Regions from separate parts of the Sus scrofa genome. Here regions 2 and 3 are each linked to region 1. The links are chromatin contacts, called in public HiChIP or PLAC-seq maps. All regions are on one chromosome and are shown on one strand. Each heading gives the region's core, a stretch centred on a gene start, on an enhancer-like site or on the middle of the called end of the contact. The rest is flanking DNA. Distances are from core to core; before and after follow the strand shown.

Region 1 (3,621 bases), core at 324-2,823:
TGGCTGGTTCTATTGTCTCCTGGTCTTTTGCAGCCTGTTTGACTCTTCCAGTTCCCTGCATACACACAGCAGGCCTGCAGGGGTCCTCAGATCTCCCTCTGAACCTGGGCCCCAGGCTTGTCCTCCTTTGCTAACATTATCTTTTATTTAAACAGAAACAGTAGCCACCAATCTTGTTACATAACATACCCACATCCTAGGATGCTAAACTAAAGCAACATCCACTGATGGGAAGAGGTGATCTGGCAACACCAATATTCACTAGGAGAATATAGCCTGAAATGTTGTAACAAGTTTGACTTCCTGGCCCTGCTTAGATTTTAGAGGGGGAAGGGACTTTAGAGATGATCCTATTTCAATCTTTGTTTTAAACAGTGGAAACTAAGGCCTAGAGAGATAAAGAAATATGCCCACATGGCAGATCAGGGCAGAAATCAAGCTCTGGATCACCTAAAGAATCTACCACCTCTAAAGATTAATTATTAAACCTTTCTTGGTCATGAATTTTTCTTATCTGAAAAGCATTTTTTTTTCTGTTTTAGATTTTCCAAGTTTGTTGCTTGTGAACAGTGACCTGTTCCTGCTTACAGAGAACTGCAGATTTGATGGGGTTTTTTTTGTTTGTTTGTTTTTTACTAACATTAGGACTGGATTCATATCAAACCATGCAATATGTATTAACTGAATACAATCTGAACACAAAGTATATTAACTGAATCACATCTATTTTAAAGACAGCTGGGTGGAGTTCCGGTACCTGGGTACCTGGTTTGAGGCATCTGGGGACCTACCCCAGTGCCATTCTCCCTTTATGAGCAAACCAGTGTGTAGAAGGAGATTGAAGTCAGCAGCACCTCCGGAAACATCTCACATTCTGACAGCAACTCAATAAAACATGGGGCTTCCTACTGCTTTCTGAGGGACTGCAGAACCACAGTGGGCAGCTGAAAAGGCTGGGCTGCTCTCTGCCCCTGATCCCTGACAGCATTCTTTCCGAAATTGACCTGTTTTCTTGCTGGGAGACTGTCCCACCCCACCCACCTGGTGCCTCCCTAGATTTCCTGACTGCCCTGGGCTGTTTTTTAACCTTCTCTTCCTTGAAAAGCACCACTCCACTGACCCAGAACGTGGGTGCCTCCCCTGTGGTCACTGACCATCCTATTCTCCTGGGCGAATCATTTCTCTCCAAAAGCATCGGGAAATCGCCAGCAATTGGGGGCTAGTTGCCTTATAAGTCCCCCGAATGTGTCTTTCCCACTTTTAATTAGCTACATTTAAGCAGAGCAGAGAGAAAAGGGGGAAATGCCTCGCTTTTGAGTAGGGCCTGGCTAGGGTCCTGTCGGGCTGTCACCATCTTTATTAAACTCAACTCCTGCGGGTCCCGAGAGCCTTTTCAGGTAACTTAGACTCTGAGTTAGGGATGGCTAAGGCGTGAGCCGGGAGTTACTCTCTTGGCCGCCCCAAGTAGGAGAAGCACTGTAAAGCCTCTCCTCTCCCTTCCCCGGGTTCTGAAAATCCCAGCCTTGACCTGGGGACAAACTCCAAACTCAAATAAACGGTCTCCTCCTGGGCGCCGAGAGAGCCTACCCAACCACATCACCCTTTCTCCCTGTTGCGCCGGCCAGCTGCCCTGCTTGGACAGGCTCCACTGGCTGAGCCTCAGCGGGCCAGACTGGGCACCCGCCGCACTCCCCGCACCCAAGCCCGGCCGGGCCCGAGGGGTGGGGGTGTGGGGGGTGGGAGGTAGGGGAAGCAGGGGGCGGAGTTCCGTCCTTCGCTGATTGGCTCAGGGCGGATGGGCTGCGGCCGGGCCGAGCCAACCCGCGACGTGTTGCTATGTGCTGAGCCGAGGGGATAGGCGCGGGGGTGCGTCCGTCACCGGGCAGCCCCCGGCCCCAACCCGGAGGGATGCGGAGTGGCGGCGGCGGCAGTGGCGGAGACTGTGGCTTTAAGAGCGCGCCCAGAGCCCGGGATCCGGCCGGGCGGTCCTTCGCTGCTGCGCACCCCCGCGGAGCCGAGCTCAGCGCTGGCCGGACGGGGCTGCCTGCTGCCGGGTAAGCAGATGCGAGCGCTGCGCGGGCCGGGCGTGCGTGGGCGTGGGACGCGCTGTCAGTTCGGGCGCCCGGCCCCGGGCACTGGGCTCAGGTCCCGTGGCTCCTGCGGCCCGGCTTCTCCAGAGCGCGCGGCGCCCTCTGCCCCTCGCAGCCGAGGCGGGGTCTGGCTGGGGGGGGGGTCTCCCCGGGGGGCCGCGGGCTCAGGGGGCGGGGAGCAGGCCGCCGGGGCCACGTGACCGGTTTGTTTACAAACACTGCGGAGCTCAGGCGGCGGCCCGCGGCGGGAGCCCAGGTGGCCCGGGTTCCCCGGTCGGGGCTGAGGACCTGTGTGGCGAGCCAGGCTAGTCTGGGGCGCGCGGCTAGGCGGCGAGGGTAGGGTGGAGGGAACCTGGAGACTCAGTTGCTGCTGCTTCCTTAGCGTAGTTCCCGTAGTTCAAACTCCGTGGGGGGCAGGGTAGGGACTACGGGCGTTTTCTGTCTCCGAGGACGCTAAGTCTCCGCAGGAGACACTGGATCTGGGGGCGCCGCCCTCAGTGCCCCCGCCTTCGGGGGACTGGCCGCCCTCGAAACTCCCAGGAGCGCTTGGCCAGCTCCGGGCCGAGGTAACCGCAGCCGAGTTCCTGCCTGGCCGCTTCCCGGCGCCTCCCCAGTGCCCTTGCCAAGGGGGTGGGCGCGAGTGCTCTCCTGCCCGCCGGAATGTAGGGGCCTCTCCAGCGAGTACCTCCCAGGAACTGGTGCTGAGGGGCAGCCCCAACCTCTCACTGCTTCAAGTTCATCCTCCTTGGCCACTGACCTCTCTGGGTGCCTTTATCCAAGTGGTGGTTTTTCTCTCTTTGACGGGTGGGGGGGAACCACCTGTTCTTTTGGACCCAGCCCAGGAGACTGCCACTTTTGACTTCACTCTCAGCTTACAAGAGCTTACAAAGCCAAGAGAGTGAGTGTCCTCTGTTCTGCATGTAGCTGACCCTCCCACAGCTCTGAGGCCGTGAATGGTACAGGAAACTGCTCCTGGGCTTTGCTGGGATTTCTGCTTTTTCGCCTCCTTGTCAGTTTGTCCAAGGGGCTTGAGGCTCTTTTCAGTAAGTCCAAAAATCTGACACAACAGCTAGCTACTCATCTTTTTTTTTTTTTTTTTTTTTCTCCTGCTCTTCCTCCCATGTTCCTCTCTTCGGGTCCAGCAAGATGTGCAATTCCCTGCATGGAACGAAAAGGGAAACTGTTTTATTCTCTGTGCTCCACTTGCTCACGTAGCATAAGCCTTGGAGGAACCTAGGGGATTGAATTGAGAATTTAAGTGATTTGCCCAAGGCAACTTTTGTCTCTGGCTCTAGGGTGGGACTTCACCTGCTTGATGCTCTCCCGTGCTTTCCTGATTCAGGGCCTTGTGAGCAAGTGAGCCTGGATTCACCCTTCCATCCCTGACTTTCCTTTGACCTAGTCACGGCCGTGGACTGCAAAGTTGGGCTGAACCTAAGTTCTTTCTGACCCTAATCTACGCTAATGAGTGGCTCAAAATTCTTCACCAAGGAACTGATGCAGCCTGAGAAAGGTCGTGCAAACTTCCCTT
Region 2 (3,621 bases), core at 630-3,129, 60 kb after region 1:
GGGGTCGAATCAGAGCTGTAGCCACCAGCCTACACCAGAGCCACAGCAACGTGGGATCTGAGCCGCATCTGCAACCTATACCACAGCTCATGGCAACCTATACCACAGACCACGGTTGGATCCTTAACCCACCGGGCGAGGCCAGGGATTGAACCCGCAACCTCATGGTTCCTAATCGGATTCGTTAGCCACTGAGCCATGATGGGAACTCCAACATATGTTTCTTAGAGGATGACATTCCCAATTATCCATACTGTAGGACCACGGAACTGTAAGAGAATATAATTTTGGAGCTGAAAGGGGACTTGGAGTTCTGTTAGTCCAAATCCTTTATTAAAATCCAACCAAAAAATAAATGAACTGTGGTTAAGTTCATAGACTGGAATATGATTCATTATTAAAAAGAGAATGGACTATTGATATAGGCAGTGAATCGTAAAAGAATTATGAAGCATGAAAGAAGTCAGGCAGAAATCACTACTTAATGTCTGATTTCATGTATTAAAACTTATGGAAAATATAAACTATAGTGACAGTAGACAGGGGCTGCCTGAGGATGAGGAGGGAAGGGACAGCTGGATTCAGAGGGACACGAGGAAACTTGGGTATGATAGTCCATTATCATGTTGTGGTGATGGTTTTGCAGGTATATGCAGATGCACAACTCATCAAATGGTACATTTTAAATATGCACAGTTTATTATTATATGTCTGTTAGATAGCAATAAAGCCATTAAAAAAAAAAAAAAAAGGAAATGAGGAGTTACCCTCGTGGCTTAGCAGTTAATGAATCTGACCAGCATCCATGAGGACGCAGTTTCAATCCCTGGCCTCTTCAGTGGGTTAAGGATCCAGTGTTGCCGTGTGCTGTGGTGTAGGTCGCAGATGCAGCTCAGATCCCTTGTTGCGGTGGCTGTGGCATAGGCCAGCATCTCCAGTTCTAGTCCACCCCTAGCCTGGGACCTTCCATATGCCTTGGGTGTGGCCCTAAAAATAAAAAAAAAAAAAAAAAAAAAAGGAAATTAGAGGCAGCTGACTCCTTGACAAGTTAAATCGACAATCTATCCAGTATGCTGAGAGCTCCAAAAAAGGACAGGAGGGACAGGCAGGGGGGCAAGAAAAGTCCAGTACCTGGGTGCCACTGGGTGCTCATCCTGGGGAGGTCAGAGAATGCCTTAGGAAAGAGAGGAAGCTGAGCCAAGTGCTTAGGAGGGAGAGGAAGCCGAGCCTTAGGATTGGTCAGGTGGAAGAGCCTCCCCAACTGAAGGAAGCAAAGTTGGGCAAAGTTGGTGAAATGCAAGTTCGTTCCAGGAATTGCACGTGGTTTGTCCTGACTAGAGCAAAGGACCCAGTGGAAAAGTATGGAAGAAGAGACTGCAGAGGTTGGTGGGACCAGATACTGAAGCTTTTGCTATCCTGGTGGTACTTGGGTGTCTTTGTGCTCCAAGGTTCAACTAACAGGTTGGCCAGATCTATGGTCTCTGTCCCTGGGACATCGTCTCATCCAGACACTTGGCATAGCCTTCCAGGTTCCAGGTTTCCAGGCCATGGCTTTGATTCACACTCAGTTCCAGGCTGGAGCTCTTAGGTTCCCCAGGGATGTTTCAAGACCCAAAGGAAAGAGAGCTGGTTTAGGCCAGAGAAGCAGCTGGGGACACCAGCTTGCTCCTTGGAGCTGCCCCTGGGAGCCAAGGCTTCTGGTGCATTTGTATGTTGGAGGCAGCCAGCCAGTTTGGCAATCCAGCTGACCGCAGAGGCGTTTTTACACAAGTCAAGAATTGGACCTTTTTCTCTGGCTGGCAGCACTGATCCCTAAAGTCCTGTGTTTCTGACAACAACTGTCTCCTGTGCAGTCATCTGTGTCCTGTCTGGTTCTCTCCTACCCTTTGGTCATCTGTTAACCAGTCAACTCTGGATTTCTCCAGCCACTGAGTAACAGAGGTCATGGGAGAGTCCTGTATTTGTTTGTTTATTTTTAGAATGGTCTTGAGTGCAGACTAGGATGTTTAATTCAGGGTACAGTTGTCAATCACATTAAAAATGCAGACAGCAAGGCAGGACATGGCTGGCTCATGTCAGCCAGACATTTCAGTGTAACTGGAGGACGAGAAGACGGACAGGGCCCGTGCTAATGGAAGTAGACGCATGGCAAGCTCTGGCTCCTGTTTCTCGTTCTCTGCTATCCTCCGACCACAAGAAAGAAGGCTCGTATTTAAGCTAGAAGTTAAAATGGGATTCTTGCTTAATGAGCCTTACTGTGATACAGAGATCAAGTTGCTGACACCTCAAAAGGAGCAGCCCGGTGCTGCCATTGAGGACTCTTGTCACTGTTAGAGCCGTGAGGCTCTCCAAGAAAGCAGGACCAGTGAGAAGTGTGGGTTTGGTGGTTTATATCTTCTTACCTGGGCTGGTGAAAACAGCCCAAGTGAAGTGGCTGGAGTCTGTAGCTCTGCTTATTTATTCTGCCTTCTCCTCCCGCCACGCCAACTGCCACCTGGACTGTTGAATGGCTCACTGCTCCGTTTTTGCCGTGTCAGCACTGCAAGGTCCTGACTGTTGCAGTTGGGGGCTGGTTTCCCGAATGGGTGGGTAAATGGTATCTAACTATCAATTTGTTTTCTTGCATTTCAGTCGTTCCAAGGAAGTCAAGGACGAGCATACCTCTTTAACTCAGTGTGAGTGTCTCTGAATGGTACACCCATTGTTCGGTGCAAGTTTCGAGGGGAGGGGAAAGCCATGATCATTAAAACAACGGGACCTGTCCTCTCTGCCTCCCCACCCTCATGGAGCATCACTCACCACAATTGGTAGCCAGTCATCCTCAGGGGACTTTGGGGAGCAGCATCTTTGGCTGAAAATAATACAGTCGCTGCCTGCCATAAGCTTAGAGGGCAGTAGTCTCCTCAACACAGAGGTCCTGTAACTAGATCTGAGACATGTCACTGGAGAGGAGAAGGAGGGTGAACAGAAGACACGGGGATGTGCTGGAGGAGGAGCCTCAGTAACGTGGAGTTAGTGAAGCGCCCGCATCCTCTGCTGCAGATGCACAGGCTCCCCCAGCCCACAGCCATCGGCAGCATCATTTACTGCTTGCTCTGAGGAAGCAAGCCTGATGAACTGTGAAAATGGAAATCTGGCGTGTTCAGCTTGAGATAAAAGGTGCTCTGTGAAGGAGTCTGGTATATTTGATAGACGGGGCTCAGCCATCCTTGTGATCAGGACAAGACTGAACTGTCACAATTGACATCCCTGGGCTCATTCGGTCCTCAGGGAGCTCTGAGCACCTGTGCTCATCATGGCTGTGGACGGCAGGGTGGTTGTCAGTTTGCCCCCTTAAATCACAAGACAAAAGGCATTTCCTAGAAAAATCCCAAACAGAGTCTCAACCATAAAGACTACCTTTAGAAGTGCTCCTGTGGCTCACAAGATGAAGGATCGGGCACTGTCCCTGCAGGGGCTTGGGTCGCTGCGGTAGCACAGGTTCGATCCCTGGCCTGGGAACTTCCACATGCTGTGAATGCAGCCAAAGACTCTTTTCAGTAGACTCATTGAATCAGAACTTGCAGATATGATTCATCTCAGTGGAGATGTTTCCATGTAGCTGCTTTGGGGGGGGGGGTT
Region 3 (3,621 bases), core at 604-3,103, 43 kb after region 1:
CTTCTTTTTTTTATGGCTGAGTAATACTCCACTATGTGTATATATGCCACGTCATCTTTATCTATTCATGGGTCAGTGGACATTTAGGTTGCTTCCAAGTCTTGGCCATCGCACATGGTGCTGCTGTGAATGTTGGGGTGCATGTATCTTTTCGAGTTAGCCTTTTATCCAGATATATGCCCAGGATTGGGATTGCTGGATCTTATGGCAACTCTCCTTTCAGTTTTTTTTGTTTGTTTGTTTTGTTTTTTGTCTTTTTGCCATTTCTTGGGCTACTCCCACGGCATATGGAGGTTCCCAGGCTAGGGGTCCAGTCGGAGCTGTAGCCACTGGCCTACGCCAGAGCCACAGCAACGCGGGATCCGAGCTGCGTCTGCAACCTACACCACAGCTCACGGCATGCCGGATCGTTAACCCACTGAGCAAGGCCAGGGATCGAACCCACAACCTCATGGTTCCTGGTCGGATTCGTTAACCACTGCGCCACGACGGGAACTCCTCCTTTCAGTTTTTTGAGGCCCCTCCATACTGTTTTCCACAATGGCTACACACAGTCCCACTAACAGTGTCGGAGGGTTCCCGTTTCTCCTATTGTTCCCATTTTCAGATGAAGAAAGGGGGGCCTAGCCAAGTTGAGCTGACCAAGAGAACCCAGCTCAAAGTGATAGAACCAGAGTTGCAATTCAGGTGTGACCCCCTAGTCTATGCCCCTAAGTGCTCTACCATAGGGCCCATATCTTGCTCTGAATTAGCAGAGGAGCTTAGCCCAGCCCTCTTGCTGGGTCCATCCCAGGCTGTCTGCCTGGCTGTGAAATCTCCAGGTAACTTCCTGTTCCTGGGGTTTAGCACTTGGACTAAACATGATACCCCAGATTTCCTTTGTGGGGGGTGTTTGTTTGCTTATTAGTGGGTTTCCTGACACATACAGCCCAGGAAAACTGGGGAGGGGGCAGTGGAAGAGCACAGGTCATCTTCACAGGCAGAAGAATGATTCTTTTTTAAGCTGTTTACTGCTTACCTCCCTTTACTCCTGAAATCAGAAAGAAGAGGAACGCTAGAGTCAGCAGGGCTCAGAAGCCATACTTAATTTGTGGTCCAACTGGGTCAGGGGGAGTGACCCTGTGCAGTGGCCTTTTTTTTCCCCAGGGACATGTGTGCCTCTGCTCACTAGAGCAGAGTTCCAGGCCGGGGGGGGGGAGGGGTGACAGCCACCCCCTCCCTGCCAGGGGAGTTAGGTCTCCTGCGAAGCACATGTCTGCTCTATTCAGTCCCTTCGTCCTGGCCCTCTGGCTGGGCTCCTGCTGGTGTTAAGTTGCCCCAAATACCCAGTCTCTTATTTCACATCCTCAGGCAAAGATCCCACAGCCAAGGTGCCCTTTCAGCTTAGCTTTCCCATCAGCCTCTCCGATAAGCTCCTAAGAGGAGGGAGGAGCGGGAGTGGGGAGGTGGGTAAAACCTGCAGCAGACCCCTTTGTCCCTTTGTCAAGGGGTACAGTGGGTCCTGCAGCTCCCCAGTTTTGTGTTTGACCGGGCAAGCCCTGGGTGGTGGCTAGCTGCCTGGCCGCAGTCCTTTATTGGCAAATGGAACTTGACTTGGCCGAGGCACAATTAATTGTACGTATGCTCAGGCTTTACGTTGGGGCGGAAATTGAAGGCTGAAAGTTTGTAAGTGTCAAGAGACAAGGAAACTCTGTGTTCAGTGTGTGGGCTGGGAGATTGCAGGGGTTCCTGAGCCAGGCTCTGTTTCTGCACAATCTGCCATGGCTGTGCCAGACTCCCTGTCCAGACCTCGCAGAGATGGTTCATTCCTCGGGCTGGACGCAAGTGAGACACGAGGGCTGCTATGAGTTGGGAGGGGGAAGAAGCCAGTGGACAAAATGTTCCCGGGCCTGGGTGGACCCAGCCACACAGCACCGACTGAGTCCCTGTGAGTAGAGATGGAACTTTTCTCCTTTCTTTCAGCCAATTCAGATCTTGAGTTGGAAATGAGTTCCTGCTGGATGCACTGGGTTTTTTTATTTTTATTTTTTGTCTTTTTAAGCTGCACCCAAGACACATGGAGGTTCGCAGGCTAGGTAGGGGTCTAGGTAGGCCACAGCAGTCCCAGATCCGAGCCATATCTGTAACGTATGCAGCTTGCGGCAATGCCCGGCTTCTTAACCCCACTGGGTGAGGCCTCCTCATGGCTACTAGTCGGGTTCATAACCCGCTGAGCCACGTTGGGAACTCCTGAACTGGTTTGTTTAAATTTACCTTTCTGAAGTGTTAGGTGCCTTAAAATAAAAATGGGAGTGACCAGGAAGTCTGCACAGTTAGCTTCTCCAGTCTCACTGTTTTGGGAAGTGAATGGGTACCCTGGACTCTCACCTCTTCTCCTCCCTTCCCCCTCACTTGCAACCAAAGGAAATATCTAGAACCTGGTTACAAGGATGATTACGTTATATGGAGTTAGTCCGGACAGTCTCTGGTAACTTTCCCAAGAAGGATTCTCCAACCGTGGCCTCCTAGGAGGTAGGTGCCAGAGTGATAGACCCAGGAACTGAGCCTCTGTGTATAAATTGGTGTCCAGAATATGTTTATTTTTTATTTTTTGCTTTTTAGGGCTGCACCTGCGGCCTGTGGAAGTTCCCAGGCTAGGGGTTGGATCAGAGCTGCCAGCCTACACCACAGCCACAGCTACACAGGATACGAACCTCATCTGCGACCTTCACCATAGCTCACAGCAATGCCAGATCCTTAAGCCGCTGAACATGGCCAGGAATCGAACCCACATCCTCATGGACCCTAGTCGGATTCGTTTCTGCTGCACTACAATGGGAACTCCCTCAATTAATGCTTTGTCAATTCCAGAATATATTTAAAATGCTATCCAGAGTATCCAGAGACTCTTTACAAATGTGTACAGAAAGGTAGCAATTAAATGTTTCTCTTGGAATAAGCCTGGCCTCTGCCTTCTCCCAGGAGCCTTTGCCTAGGGAAGATGATTAAAAATAGATCTGAGTAGCACTTCCTGCTTGGCAGATGACTGATAGCAAATGCTAGGCCTTGTGGCTGACCTTTCCTTTCTGAAATCTGCTGTGTTTTCCATGATGCTAATTGAGTCCCTCTCTAGACCTAATCAAAGAGCTGGTTGCACACACACACACACACGCTTGCTGTCCTGGCTGGGTTCAGTTCATGGAGCAACTTGAAAATGCTGGAATTTGCATGGAAACACCCACTCTGTGGTCCAACTGGCTGGTCCTTGTTTAAAAACGAATAAGTTCTGCTTTCAGATTTGCTGCCCAGTCCTGTTAAGAGTCCCACACCCTCTCCACCACCATCAACAAGGAAAGATCAGTGGGTAGGGGAGTAATAGCAATACCCTTTGTGCACAATGGACAATGCGTCCTGGCAGAGTAGGTGCTCAAGAGAGATGGGGTTTTTTTGAGATTTGGCTTCTAGGCATGGTTCTACCCCCATCAGCTGTCTTAAAAAACAGATCATACCTGAGATACTGCCTGAGGTGGTATCAAACTGTGGAAGATAAGAGTTCCCATTGTGGCTCAGCAGGTTAAGAACCCAACATGGTGTCTCTGAGGATGCGGATTTGATCCCTGGCCTTGGTCAGTGGGTTAAGGA

Evidence for each region. HiChIP or PLAC-seq counts read pairs in DNA pulled down with a chosen protein or histone mark.
Region 2: an H3K27ac HiChIP or PLAC-seq map of skeletal muscle shows a contact between it and region 1. The contact joins the enhancer-like site here to the promoter of YPEL2 in region 1. A contact is called at or near these places in 1 of 5 promoter capture datasets (liver), 5 of 47 Hi-C or Micro-C datasets (brain, embryonic fibroblasts, liver and 1 more) and 2 of 2 datasets of contacts at active chromatin or transcription factors (alveolar macrophages and skeletal muscle).
Region 3: an H3K27ac HiChIP or PLAC-seq map of skeletal muscle shows a contact between it and region 1. The contact joins the enhancer-like site here to the promoter of YPEL2 in region 1. A contact is called at or near these places in 1 of 5 promoter capture datasets (liver), 6 of 47 Hi-C or Micro-C datasets (embryonic fibroblasts, epiblast stem cells, heart right ventricle and 2 more) and 2 of 2 datasets of contacts at active chromatin or transcription factors (alveolar macrophages and skeletal muscle).

The regions. Positions count from the first base shown.
Region 1 is chr12:35,571,575-35,575,195 of Sscrofa11.1, forward strand. YPEL2 (protein yippee-like 2) reads left to right here and starts at 1,574. Exons shown (of 5, transcript XM_003131686.6): 1 at 1,574-2,054.
Region 2 is chr12:35,631,647-35,635,267 of Sscrofa11.1, forward strand. It overlaps YPEL2 (protein yippee-like 2), which reads left to right. Exons shown (of 5, transcript XM_003131686.6): 3 at 2,632-2,675. Among named protein-coding and RNA genes, the nearest start is that of YPEL2, 60 kb to the left of the region's middle. Within about 2 kb of position 1,880, at least 20 of the 83 cell types and tissues checked have an H3K27ac peak or open chromatin away from gene starts, as enhancers often do. A contact at or near this core is called in liver and skeletal muscle, where this site is marked.
Region 3 is chr12:35,614,003-35,617,623 of Sscrofa11.1, forward strand. All of the region lies in intron 2 of YPEL2 (protein yippee-like 2), which reads left to right. Among named protein-coding and RNA genes, the nearest start is that of YPEL2, 43 kb to the left of the region's middle. Within about 2 kb of position 1,854, at least 29 of the 83 cell types and tissues checked have an H3K27ac peak or open chromatin away from gene starts, as enhancers often do. A contact at or near this core is called in alveolar macrophages, omental adipose tissue and skeletal muscle, where this site is marked.